Regions from separate parts of the Canis lupus genome. Here region 2 is linked to region 1. The links are chromatin contacts, called in public Hi-C maps. All regions are on one chromosome and are shown on one strand. Each heading gives the region's core, a stretch centred on a gene start, on an enhancer-like site or on the middle of the called end of the contact. The rest is flanking DNA. Distances are from core to core; before and after follow the strand shown. Region 1 holds the start of LOC119877037 (40S ribosomal protein S24-like). Region 2 holds the start of CDK17 (cyclin-dependent kinase 17).

Region 1 (5,381 bases), core at 2,111-4,610:
CAAGTGCTCAGCAGCCACTGCGGCTAGCACTACCACAGTGGACTACTTACAGAACATCCTCATCATGACAGAGCATTCCATCTGTCCTGCTGCAGATCCTTTATTCTAGAGAATGGGGTCTTCTCCGTGGCTGATTCAGGCATAGGTCACCCAGAATCCACCTTGCAGCTGGCAGTCTGCAGGTCAGTGACAAAGCAGAAGAGCAAACATACAGTAATTCCACAGCAAAGCAGATGGTGCCCCTCTTTCCCTCTGATCTGTCCTGGGGCAGGCTGAGAGGGAAGATGTTGAACCTAAGTGGGACTTGGCTCTTTTTTTAGGTGAGGTGATGGGAAGCAAAGAGGGGTCTTCTTCCTCTCTTCCGCTGGGTCCTGGAGTGGGTCGTAGGGTGCCGTTGCACATACATAACTTCCCACCATCTCCTACTGGGGTGTCCTCTTGGCTGGTGGTTAGATAACCAAGGAAAACTTCACCTCCCAGTTTCCATTTTACTCGGGGGCTTTGCCCTTAGCCTATGCTCCATTCCATTGTCCAGTAGCTGCCTGTCACCACATACTGAGTCGTCTGGGCCCCTGCACTCTTGGTCCTGTCCCTAGGATCTAGGAAGATCCAAATGTGTTGGTTAATAAAAGCTCTTGTTCTATGTGACGATCATGCTTACTTGCTTTACGTGAGCCTCTGATTATCTAACATTAACCTTTCAGCTGTGATAAACTAGCAGCAGTGGGGTATTTAGACAGGCAATAGCCACCTAGGAATATTAAATTAATCTAGTTGGCTGCTAAGAAGTTAACTAAAACACACAGATCCAGAAACACAGACTGGGGTAGCACTCAAGCTTTAATGTGACTACTGCTCCACCCCACTCTGTACCATTGCGGAATTCATTCTGTCTCGTGTCTGTCCCATTCCTTCAGTCTCACTCTTCAACCCAAGTCCCTTGATTACATCTCGTACCAGCTAAGTCATTGGCCTCTATAAAAATGTCCCTGCTCTAGACTCAGGTCCTCCAAAACACTCTTCAGCTAAATTCATTCAACAAATATTTATTGAGCATCTGCTGCTTCCCAAAGGATTGTGGTCTAGTCCACACTGGTATTATGAAATAGCTGTAGGTACAGAGTAGAACATAGCTACTGGTTCATATTCCTATGGATGCCAATGATAGGAAACTCCCACTGGCATAAGCCGACAAAGGGCATTCATTAGCCAATCAAGTCCAAAAGTATGGTGCAGTGTGACCCAAAGGCTCAAACAATGTCACCAGCCAACTCTCACCTTCATTCCTTTCTCCAGATCCTCAGTTTGGCTCTCTCCTCAGGGACACGGTGACAACAGAAGGCTTCCAGCAGCTCCAGACTTACAACGGAATCATGTGTGTCTCTCCATGAGCTCCCATCATGTCCCAGGATTCACTCTCATTAGCCAAACCTGGCTCACCTGGTCACCTCTGAACTGTGGCCTGAAGGAAGGCTCTGATCTGGCTGGTCTCAGGTTATTTGGAGCACCTCTGACATCGGGGAGGGGGAGCCACAGAACTGGTGACAGAGAATGTAGACAAGAAGCCGGGGAGATTTAAAAAGCAGCAGATATCTCAGACTGAATAAAACATAGGAAGAACATGGGAAGAAACAGGTGCGTGCCCACGTCTGCAGGAAGGGTTCACAGCAGAGGGTAAACCTGAGCGGACTCTTAGAAAGAAAGGGACAGGAATCTCCTGGTCAGGCAGGAGAAGGCGTGAGAATGGGAGGGAGGGGATCCCAGTGGTAAGAATGGCCTGTGTGATCACAAAAGAGAATGACCTATGTGCCCATCTTTTTGTACCCAGCAAAGAGCCTGATTCAAAGCCAGGCTCTGCAGCTCTAGGGCCTGGTCTGAATCCCAATTCTGAAACTTACTAGTTGGTAATCTTGGCTGGTTACTTAGTCTCAGGTTGCTTTATAACTTAGGCAACCTGGAACTTAACCAGGACAAGACTTGTGCCTCAGTTTCCCCATCTGCCAAATGGGAAAAGTAATAGTACCTGCCTCACAGGGTTGCTGTCAGGATTAATAGAAATGTGTAAAATAATAAAAGTCAGCTATGACAAGCCCACAGCTAACATAATACTCAATGATGAAATGCCAAAAACTTTTCCTTTAAGATCAGGAACAAGATTGCCCACTCTCACTACTTTTATTCAACATGGTATCAGAATTCATATTGTTAAAATCTCCATACTATCCAAGGCAAGCTACAGATTCAATGCAATCCCCACCAAAATTCCAATAGTATTTTTCACAGATATAGAACAAACTATTCTAAAATTTGTATGGACTCACAGAAGAACCCAAATAGCCAAAACAATCTTTAGAAAGAGAAACAAAGCTGGAAGCATCATGTTCCCTATTGCAAAGCATATTACGAGGGTATAGCAATCAAAGTAGTATGGTTCTGGCATGAAAACAGACACACAGATCATTGGGACAGAATAAAGACCCCCAAAATAAACCCAAGTATATATGGTCAATTAATTTAGGTCAAAGGGGCCTAGAATATACAATAGGGGAAAGGACAGTCTCTTCAATAAATAGTATTGGGAAAACTGAACAGCCACCTGCAAAAGAATGAAACTAGATCACCATCTCATACCATATATTATACCAAAAATTAACTCAAAATGAATTAAATACTTGAATGTAAGATCTGAAACCATAAACTCCTAGAAGAAAACATAGGCAGGAAGCTCCTTGACATCAGTCTTGGTGATTATTTTCTTTTAATTTGACACCAAAGACAAAGGCAACAAAAGCAAATAAATAAATGAGACTACATCAAACTATAAAGTTTCTGCACAGCAAAGGAAACCATCACCAAAATGAAACGGCACTCTACCAGATAGGAGAAAATATTTTCAAATCATATATCTAATAAGAGGTTAATATCTAAAATATATAAAGAATGCATACGGCACAACAGCAAAAAAAAAAAAAAACAAAAAAAAAAAACCTCATTAAAAAAATGGGCAAAGGATCCGAATACACATTTTTCCAAAGAGGACATACAGATGGCAACAGACACATGAAAAGATGCTCAACATCACTCATCATCAGAGAAATGCAAAACAAAAGCACACCAAATGCACACCAAAATCACAAGGAGCTATCACCTCACAACTATCAGAATGGCTAGCATCAAAAAGACAAGAAAGAACAAGTGCTGGTGAGGATGTAGAGAAAAAGAAACCCTTGAGCACCGTTGGTGGGGTTGCAAGTATGACGCAACCACTATAGCACTGCATGGAAGTTCCTCAAAAAAACTAGAACTACCATATAGTCATTCTCTTTTCTTCCTCGGCTGCTTGAAGCTTGGCCACCATCATGACTGACACAGTAACTATCCGTCCCCAGCAGCTCATGGCCAACCGACAACTCCAGAGGGAACAAATATTCATTGGCGTTCTTCACCCCAGAAAGCCAAAAGTACCTGAGACAGATATTCGGGAAAAACTAGCCAAAATGGACAAGACCACAACAGACGTCATCTTTGTGTTTGGATTCAGAACCTATTTGGGCGGTGGCAAGACAACTAGCTTTGGCATGATTTATGATTCATTGGCTTATGCAAAGAAAAATGAACTCAAACATAGACTTTCGAGACATGGCCTGTGTGAGCAGAAAAAGACCTCAAGAACACAGGAAAAGGAATGCAGGAACAGAATGAAGAAGGCCAAGGGAACTGCAAAAGCCAGTGTTGGTGCTGGCAACAAATGAGCTGGAGATTGAACAACAGAAGGAGTAAAGATTCTGCAGTGACTTTACCTGTGGTGATTGTGCAGATTTTTCCTGAGAGGATTAATAAAATAAGAACTTAAAGAGAGAAAGAGAGAGAGAGAGAGAGAACCATCATATGATTCAGCAATTCCACTTCTGGGTATTTATCCAAAGAAAATGAAAACACCAACTCAAAAAGATATAGGCACCCCCGTGTGCATTAAAGCATTATTTTCAACAGCCTGGATATGGAAACCACGGAACTGTCCATCAGTGGAAGGATGGATAAAGAAAATGTAGGGGGTGTGTGTGTGTGTGCGCACATGTGTATAATTCAGTCATAAAAAAAAGTAAAATCTTGCCATTTGCAACAACGGAGATGGACCTTGAAGATAAGTGCAATAAGTCAGGCAGAGAACGATAATTGCATATCATATGACCACACTTACATATGGAATAAAAAAAAGAATCCAAGCTTATAGTTACAGGGAACAGATTAGTGGCTGCCAGAGGTGGGGGTAGGGCGTGGGGCGGGGAACAAAATACATGAAGAGGGTCAAAAGGTACAAACGCCTAGTTATAAAATAAATAAGTTATGGGAATATAATACACAGCATGGTGACTATAGTTAATAATACTGTATCGCATATTTTAAATTTGCTAAAAGAGTACATCTTAAAAGTTCTCATCACAAGAAAAACATCTGTTAACTACGTGGGGTGACAGATGATCACTTCACAATATACACAAATATCAAGTCTTTATGTTGTGCACCTGAAATGCATTAAATGTTATTTGTTGATCATACCTCAAACTTTAAAAAAAAGTTTTTAAAATGCGTTACTGTGTCTAAAGCACCTAGAATAGGGCCTGTCACATAAAAAATGCTAAAATGAATTATTAAAGACAACAAAACTGTGCTATCCCTAGTTTAAAATAATGACCTACAATTTAGTGTAACTACAGATTTGGTTAATGAAAAAAATGACAACAAAAGAAAAACAAAACTTTACCTTGCTCATGATCATTTATACAGATAACATTATATATCATGTAGAGTCCCGTTCCTACTCATCCATAAGTCACCCTCTATCCAGTCATGCTGTTTGCAAGATGTTATCCCACAGTTCACAGTTTATAGGAAAAGTAGTTTCTCTTTCTGGCTTTTGTTTCCTAAGGTCTAATATTGCAAACTTATTTTAGCATAATGTTGCTCAGTTTAGCCCACCCAAGCCTCATGAGACAACCTGACCCCAACAACCAGGAAGAGAGAAACTGAACAGGATGTACACACAACCCACTCTACGTTGAGATCATTTTGTAAATGTTAGGCTCTGAAACTGGGTCAATGGTCTTGTTATTCCTAGTCTCCATGTGACATTTTCTTAATTAATTAATTAACATGTGCATGTGAGGGACTTTGGCCAGATAGGCTCATTGTATTTCATTCTTTGGAAACCCTCCAACCTCCACCTGTAAGAAACAATGACTTTTGAAGTGGTCTAGGCAAAAGGAAATATATCTTATTTGCAACATTTCATGCAGTGGGGTAAAGAAAGGAAATTAGAAAAAGGGATGTGGTAAGATCAGGGTACAAGGCTATGCTCAAAAAGGATGTGCTCTGGGGTC
Region 2 (5,381 bases), core at 1,518-4,017, 290 kb before region 1:
TGTTCCTCCCACACAATTTCTTTTCCATTAGTTTTTCATTTTCTTCAGTATATTTCTCATGATTACAAGTTCTTATGAATTCCTTAGATGAGTTACAGATTTATTGCTTGTTTCTACCACTAGAAAACGGTTCCATGAGGGCAATATCTTGTCTGTTTTGTTCATTTCTGTATTTTCAGTGTCTAGAGCAGTGCCTGGCACATCATATATAGTCAGTAAATATTTTTTGATGGAAGGAATAAATAAATCTATACAATCATTACCTAAGTTTTAATTATGAAATGTTTATTATGGTAATAAAAGATATAGGAAGAAAAAAGGGTGCTCTTTAGCAGCTTCAGTTGAGGCAATCAGGACAATCTTTGGCTTTCTAAAGGAGTAATTCCAATCTAATAAAATAAAAGAGGAATTATTGATTTGAAACTCAGGATGTTGTTTTGTAGATTCGCTTTTTAAAAATATTTTATTTATTTATTTGACACAGAGAGAGAGAGAGAGAGAGCACAAGCAGGGGGAGTGCAAAAGGGAGAAGCAAGCTCCCGCTAAGCAGGAAGCCAGATGTGGGGCTCAATCCTGGGTCCAGAGATCATGACTTGAGCTGAAAGCAGATACTTTGACTGAGGGACCCAGGTACCCCTTGTAGATTAATTTTTATTACGATTTTTAAAATGATTTAAAAAATATTTTATTTATTCATTTGAGAGAATGAGCACGAGGGAACGCAAGCAGTGGAAAGGGAGAAGCAGCCTGCCCCAGGCGCCCCATGATTTTTAATATATACTAAGGGATCGAAAAAGGACAATTATTTTTTAAAAATAAGACAAGTATGTGAAAGATGCTTGGCATGTAAGCATGCCTTATATAAATACTAATTTTTCTAGTTCTCTAAAAGACCTCTAAAAATGATGCTATGTAATAGTGATGCTATATTCTTGGCATGTTACAAGTTCTCCAACTTGGACAAATTGACAAAGCATCATTAACTTTTTTTTTTTTTTAAGCACACTTGTTCTAAAGGAAAGCTTGTGTTCTATATTTGCATTTGTATAGAAATGATAAGCTAGTGTTAAATATGTGCAGAGCATAAATGTTGCTTATTTATGGATCCTGGTTAATTTTAGAGGCACGGAAATCGGATTGAAATGTATGACTTTTTTGGGTTATTACAATAGATACATTCAACTTTGCCCAACAAAATGAGAGAAAGAAATCCAGAGGCATTATTTTTAGAGGGAAAGGATTCGTCCAGGAATCCAAGAAGATAATTAGCAGAAGTCCTTAGGACATTTGAAATTGCATTAAAAATCTACGAAGACTATTTCTGAGTATTAAAATGGAAAAATATTTATATCTCACTTTAGCAGATTTTTTATGTGGTTTAAAATTTTTTCTTGTTTAGGTTGTCCACATCCGGTCCCCACTCTTGTCTTTTCTATCCTCTCATTATCTCCCTCTAGGGGTTTGTTTTTACTTTCTGCTTTTATCCTTATTAGTGGGAAAAAATGGGTCAGTATTACTTTAGTTTGTCTTCACTTTCACTCTGCTGTTCATTCCTGAACCAGCTTTTAGCCTCTGAGAAAAGAACAAAGTAAAAACATTCACAGAAACTGGGCCAACCTCTTGGCGCCCCCTCCCCCCAAGAAAACAAAACCTAACCAAGGGCAACAGAAGTTCTTCTCCGCTCTCCTATAGCACCTTGTATTTCCTTTCTCATAAAATTCAGAATTTCATTATAACCGTTTACTGAACATCTCTCACCCCAGCTCGACGCAGTCCTTTGAGGACCTAGGGCATTGCCAAGAAGATATAAAAAGGTGAAATGAACAAACGCTGCCTGCGTGCGGGAATGACTGCTGCACAGCTGCCCACCCAGGCACCCACAATAGAGGAGCAAAGGGGCCAACAACAGGCTCAGGTGTGGGCCCTTTTCTCCAGAAAACCTTTTGGTAGAGAACTGCGGCACTGGTATCTTCATTACATAATTACTTGGGTAATTTAAGCAAGAGTTTTTGTTTCGTTGGGGAGGGGGGGGGTGGGAGGAGGATGAAGGGGCCGAATTACCGGGGTAATCTCGTTCCCGATGCCCGCGGAGTGGCTCTACCGAACCTTCTCGCCCTCTCACCTCCCTCCCGCGGCTCCAGGAGCTCGGCCGCCGGGAGCAGGGCCCCCACCCCCGGGCGGGGGGTTTCCCGGGGATACCCCGCCCCGCCCCGCCCTCCGGGCCCCGCCCCGGCCCCGCCCCCGGCCCGCCGGCCCCGCCCCGCGGCCGCCGCCAGCAGGGGTCGCGCTGCCCGCCGCGAGCCGCTCAGGCGGGGGTGGGGGAAGCTCCCGCGGCGGGTCGCTTTTCTCCGCTGCTGCTGGTTGGATCGTTTCAATAAAAGTCTTTTTTCTCGCTCGCTCGCTCGCTCGCTCGCTCTCCTCCGGGGAACAGGCGGAGGCGTCAATCCGCAGTCGCCGAGCGAGAAAGCGACGCACACGCAGCGAACGGGAGCGGCCGCCCGCGGTCTCCCGAGCTCCTCCGGGTCCGGCCGCAGAGAAGAAGGAGCCCCGGTCCGGGCGGGCCGCCTCAGCCGAGCGCCGGCACCTCCCTGCCCGGCCTCGCTCCCGCCCGGGCCCCTCCGAGGGGATTAGTGGGCTGCCCGCGCGGCCCGGCGGCCCGGCGGCCCGGCGGCCCGGGAGCCATGTTGTCCGGGGGGCTCGGCAACGCGTGAGGCACCCGCGGCCCCTCCCGAAGGCTCCGGACCCGGGCGAGGGCCGGAAGGCGGCAGCGGAGGCCTGCGCCTCGGAGGCGCCGTGGGTCCCCCGCCGGCCGCTGGGACCCGGACCTGCATCCGGTCGCCGCGGGCGTCGGCGGAGCCGCTCACCCTCCGCGCCTCGCCTGGAGACGCGGCCCCCGCGCTCGCTGGTGAGTTGGCGGCTGGCGACCGCGCGGGGCTCTCCCTGCCGCCCGGCGGACCCTCGCGAGCCCCGCGGGGCGGGAGGGCGGCCGTGGCGGGGCGCCGCGGGCTCAGGCCCGGCCGGGAAGTTGAGAGAGGCAGGCGCGGCCGGGGGGGCTCGCGGGTGCCGGTGGCCCCCGGCCCCGCGCGCGATCCCCGGGGCGCCGGGGCATTTCCGGGGCTGGGCTGGGCTGGGCTGGGCTGTGGGGAGGTGACGGGCTCCTTCGCGGAGGCGCGCGCGGTCGCCGCCACCCCCGGGGCTCGCTGCCCACCTGGACCCCGGGGGAGGCGGGGGGGCGCGAGGAGGCCGAAAGTCCCCCGAGACACAGATTCCCCCCGGCGGGGGCGGGGGCGGGGGCGGGGCCGCGGGGAAGGAAGGGCGCGAGGCTGCGGGAGGTGGGCGACGAGGCGGAGGCGGCGGCGGCGGCGGCGGCGGCGGCGGCCGCGGCGCTCCCAGCTCCTTGGAGACGCGGGGGGTGTGAGCGGGTGGCGGGCGCGGGGGAGGAGCGGGAGCCCGCGCGTGGGGAGCCGCCGAGACAAAGCTGAGCGCGGCCTCCCGCCGGCGGGTCACACCCCTGAGCGCGGGGCCGCGGCGGAGGGGCCGCGAGTGCGGGAAACCCGGGGAGCCGGCGGGGAGGGGGCCTGGGCAGCCGCCCGGGGTTGTCGTCTCCGTGGCAGTTGCTTTTCTCAGCGTTTTTGTGGCCGGTGCCTTCGCTCCCCAAGTCCGCGGGCTGGCCCCGGGTCCCCCGCCCCCCGCCCCTCGCCGCCGCGTGCCCCCCCCCCCCCCCCGCGTTCTCTCCCCACCGTTCTCTGCCCACTTCTCACCCACTCCTTTTTCGGGTAAGCAGTGTTTTGCCTCCAGCCTGCGGGGAGCGTGAGCTAATGACAGGATGCCTGAGCTCGCTCTGACCCTGAACTGCCTTGAACTCCTCTCCCTCCCTCCCACCCTTTCCTTTCTGGGCTCCTGTAATGTCACATGGCCGCTAACAATTAGCTTTTCTTTCAAAAACGGCAGAAGCGTAGCCGAAACCCGTGGCGCTCCTCCGCCGTCTGTATTAATTCGTCCATCAGAGTCACGTCGTTGGTCATGGAGCTTTATCACCTCTCCGCCAAATTTTCTAGATAACAAAAGTGGCGAATTTTGTTTCGAGTCTCGGCTCTTCCTTAGGGTCAGCGGAGTGTATCCCCGGCAGCCAGACCTGCTGTCACTTATCAGTGACAGACAATGCTTTCCCCAAACTTTACGGATTCTTTCTTGAGTCTTTGTTGAGGGATTTCTTTCAAAAGGCGCTTGTGTAAGAAGGTCAAAGGAACACATTCGCGCTACTGTATTTTCGACTTGTTTTGTTGACCACCGGGCAGAGGAGAATAATGAATGGGGTTGGTTTTAAGACCTTTGATGCCTTGAGTTAACGAAAGCCTCTGTCGAAGCTAGAAATAGGTTCAAGCAAATTTTAAGAAGGAAAAAAAAATTTGCCGGCAGTAGTTTATTGGTTTTTTGTTTGTGGATGAAGTCGTATCAGTCTCTGTAATTCTAGCATCTGCATACTTAGATGTACGAGGGTTGTAACAAAAGAAAAAAAATGTGGCTATCTTTAGGGAATGGTCTTTTTATGATGGAGAATTTTGGAATATAAAAATATTATCGTTTTACCTGGTGGACTGTCTCCTAGGCCAGAAACACTAACAGTTTGAATGCTGGACCTCAAAGAAAATAGTTGAGTCTTTGAATTTAAGCTGTTTAAAAATATATATATGTATGTATGTATGTATGTATAGATATATATTTACAGCGAAAGGAAGGAGATACTGAATTATGAATGGAAAGAAATTAAAAGTAAAGCCTGTTTGATGTAGCGAAGTTACTATTGATATCATTCTAAAAACAGTCACATCTTGCTGCCATTCAAGTATTTGAAGCTATAAAAATTGTGAAGGGGATTTCAGCCTAGGGACCAGTCTCCGAACTGTGGGACTCCCTATCCCACCCTCACCACTTAACACTTTTCAGATATCCTTGTAAAATTAACAGGTTGTATCATTAATAATCAATGTTTTTATATAATACTTCTCAAAAGGCCAAAATAAAGGTACATTGTTTTTTTTTTTTTTTTTCCCCTGGGTATTTATTAGTGTTTAATTAGATTATTGAAGTTTAATTCTCTGAAGGAAATCTACTAAAAAGTTAAGTAAGATTTCTGGGTGGTAGGATTTATGGCTGAATAAAAATACAGTTCTGTATTTTCCAAATTTTTACATTCCTCTTACAGGCAGGAAAAAAAAAAGTGTATGAAGTATGAAGGCTTGTTAATAACCTAATTTTCCTATTACTAGAAGAAGCTTCTATAAAATAGTTTATTCTCATCCTTGAACCAAGGCCCAACAAAGTCACTCACTTTCAGGTGTCAGCTGTTTGAAATAGTGCAGCCTGCCAGATGTGCTCTG

The links. A called contact is a pair of places that touch in the nucleus more often than the background predicts.
Region 2: a contact with region 1 is called in a Hi-C map of blood, with 3 times the contacts expected there. The contact joins the promoter of CDK17 here to the promoter of LOC119877037 in region 1. A contact is called at or near these places in 3 of 9 Hi-C or Micro-C datasets (amygdala and blood).

The regions. Positions count from the first base shown.
Region 1 is chr15:36,132,681-36,138,061 of UU_Cfam_GSD_1.0, reverse strand. It overlaps LOC119877037 (40S ribosomal protein S24-like), which reads left to right and starts at 3,360. Exons shown (of 1, transcript XM_038558702.1): 1 at 3,360-3,886. The coding sequence starts at 3,360. The coding sequence ends at 3,752. It overlaps LOC119877038 (a long non-coding RNA gene), which reads right to left. Exons shown (of 7, transcript XR_005370572.1): 2 at 1,279-1,538; 3 at 51-176. It overlaps LOC111090047 (a long non-coding RNA gene), which reads left to right. Exons shown (of 5, transcript XR_005370570.1): 5 at 1,297-1,831.
Region 2 is chr15:36,425,083-36,430,463 of UU_Cfam_GSD_1.0, reverse strand. CDK17 (cyclin-dependent kinase 17) reads left to right here and starts at 2,767. Exons shown (of 17, transcript XM_038558706.1): 1 at 2,767-2,905. It overlaps LOC106559785 (a long non-coding RNA gene), which reads right to left and starts at 2,183. Exons shown (of 2, transcript XR_005370577.1): 1 at 2,062-2,183; 2 at 265-1,785.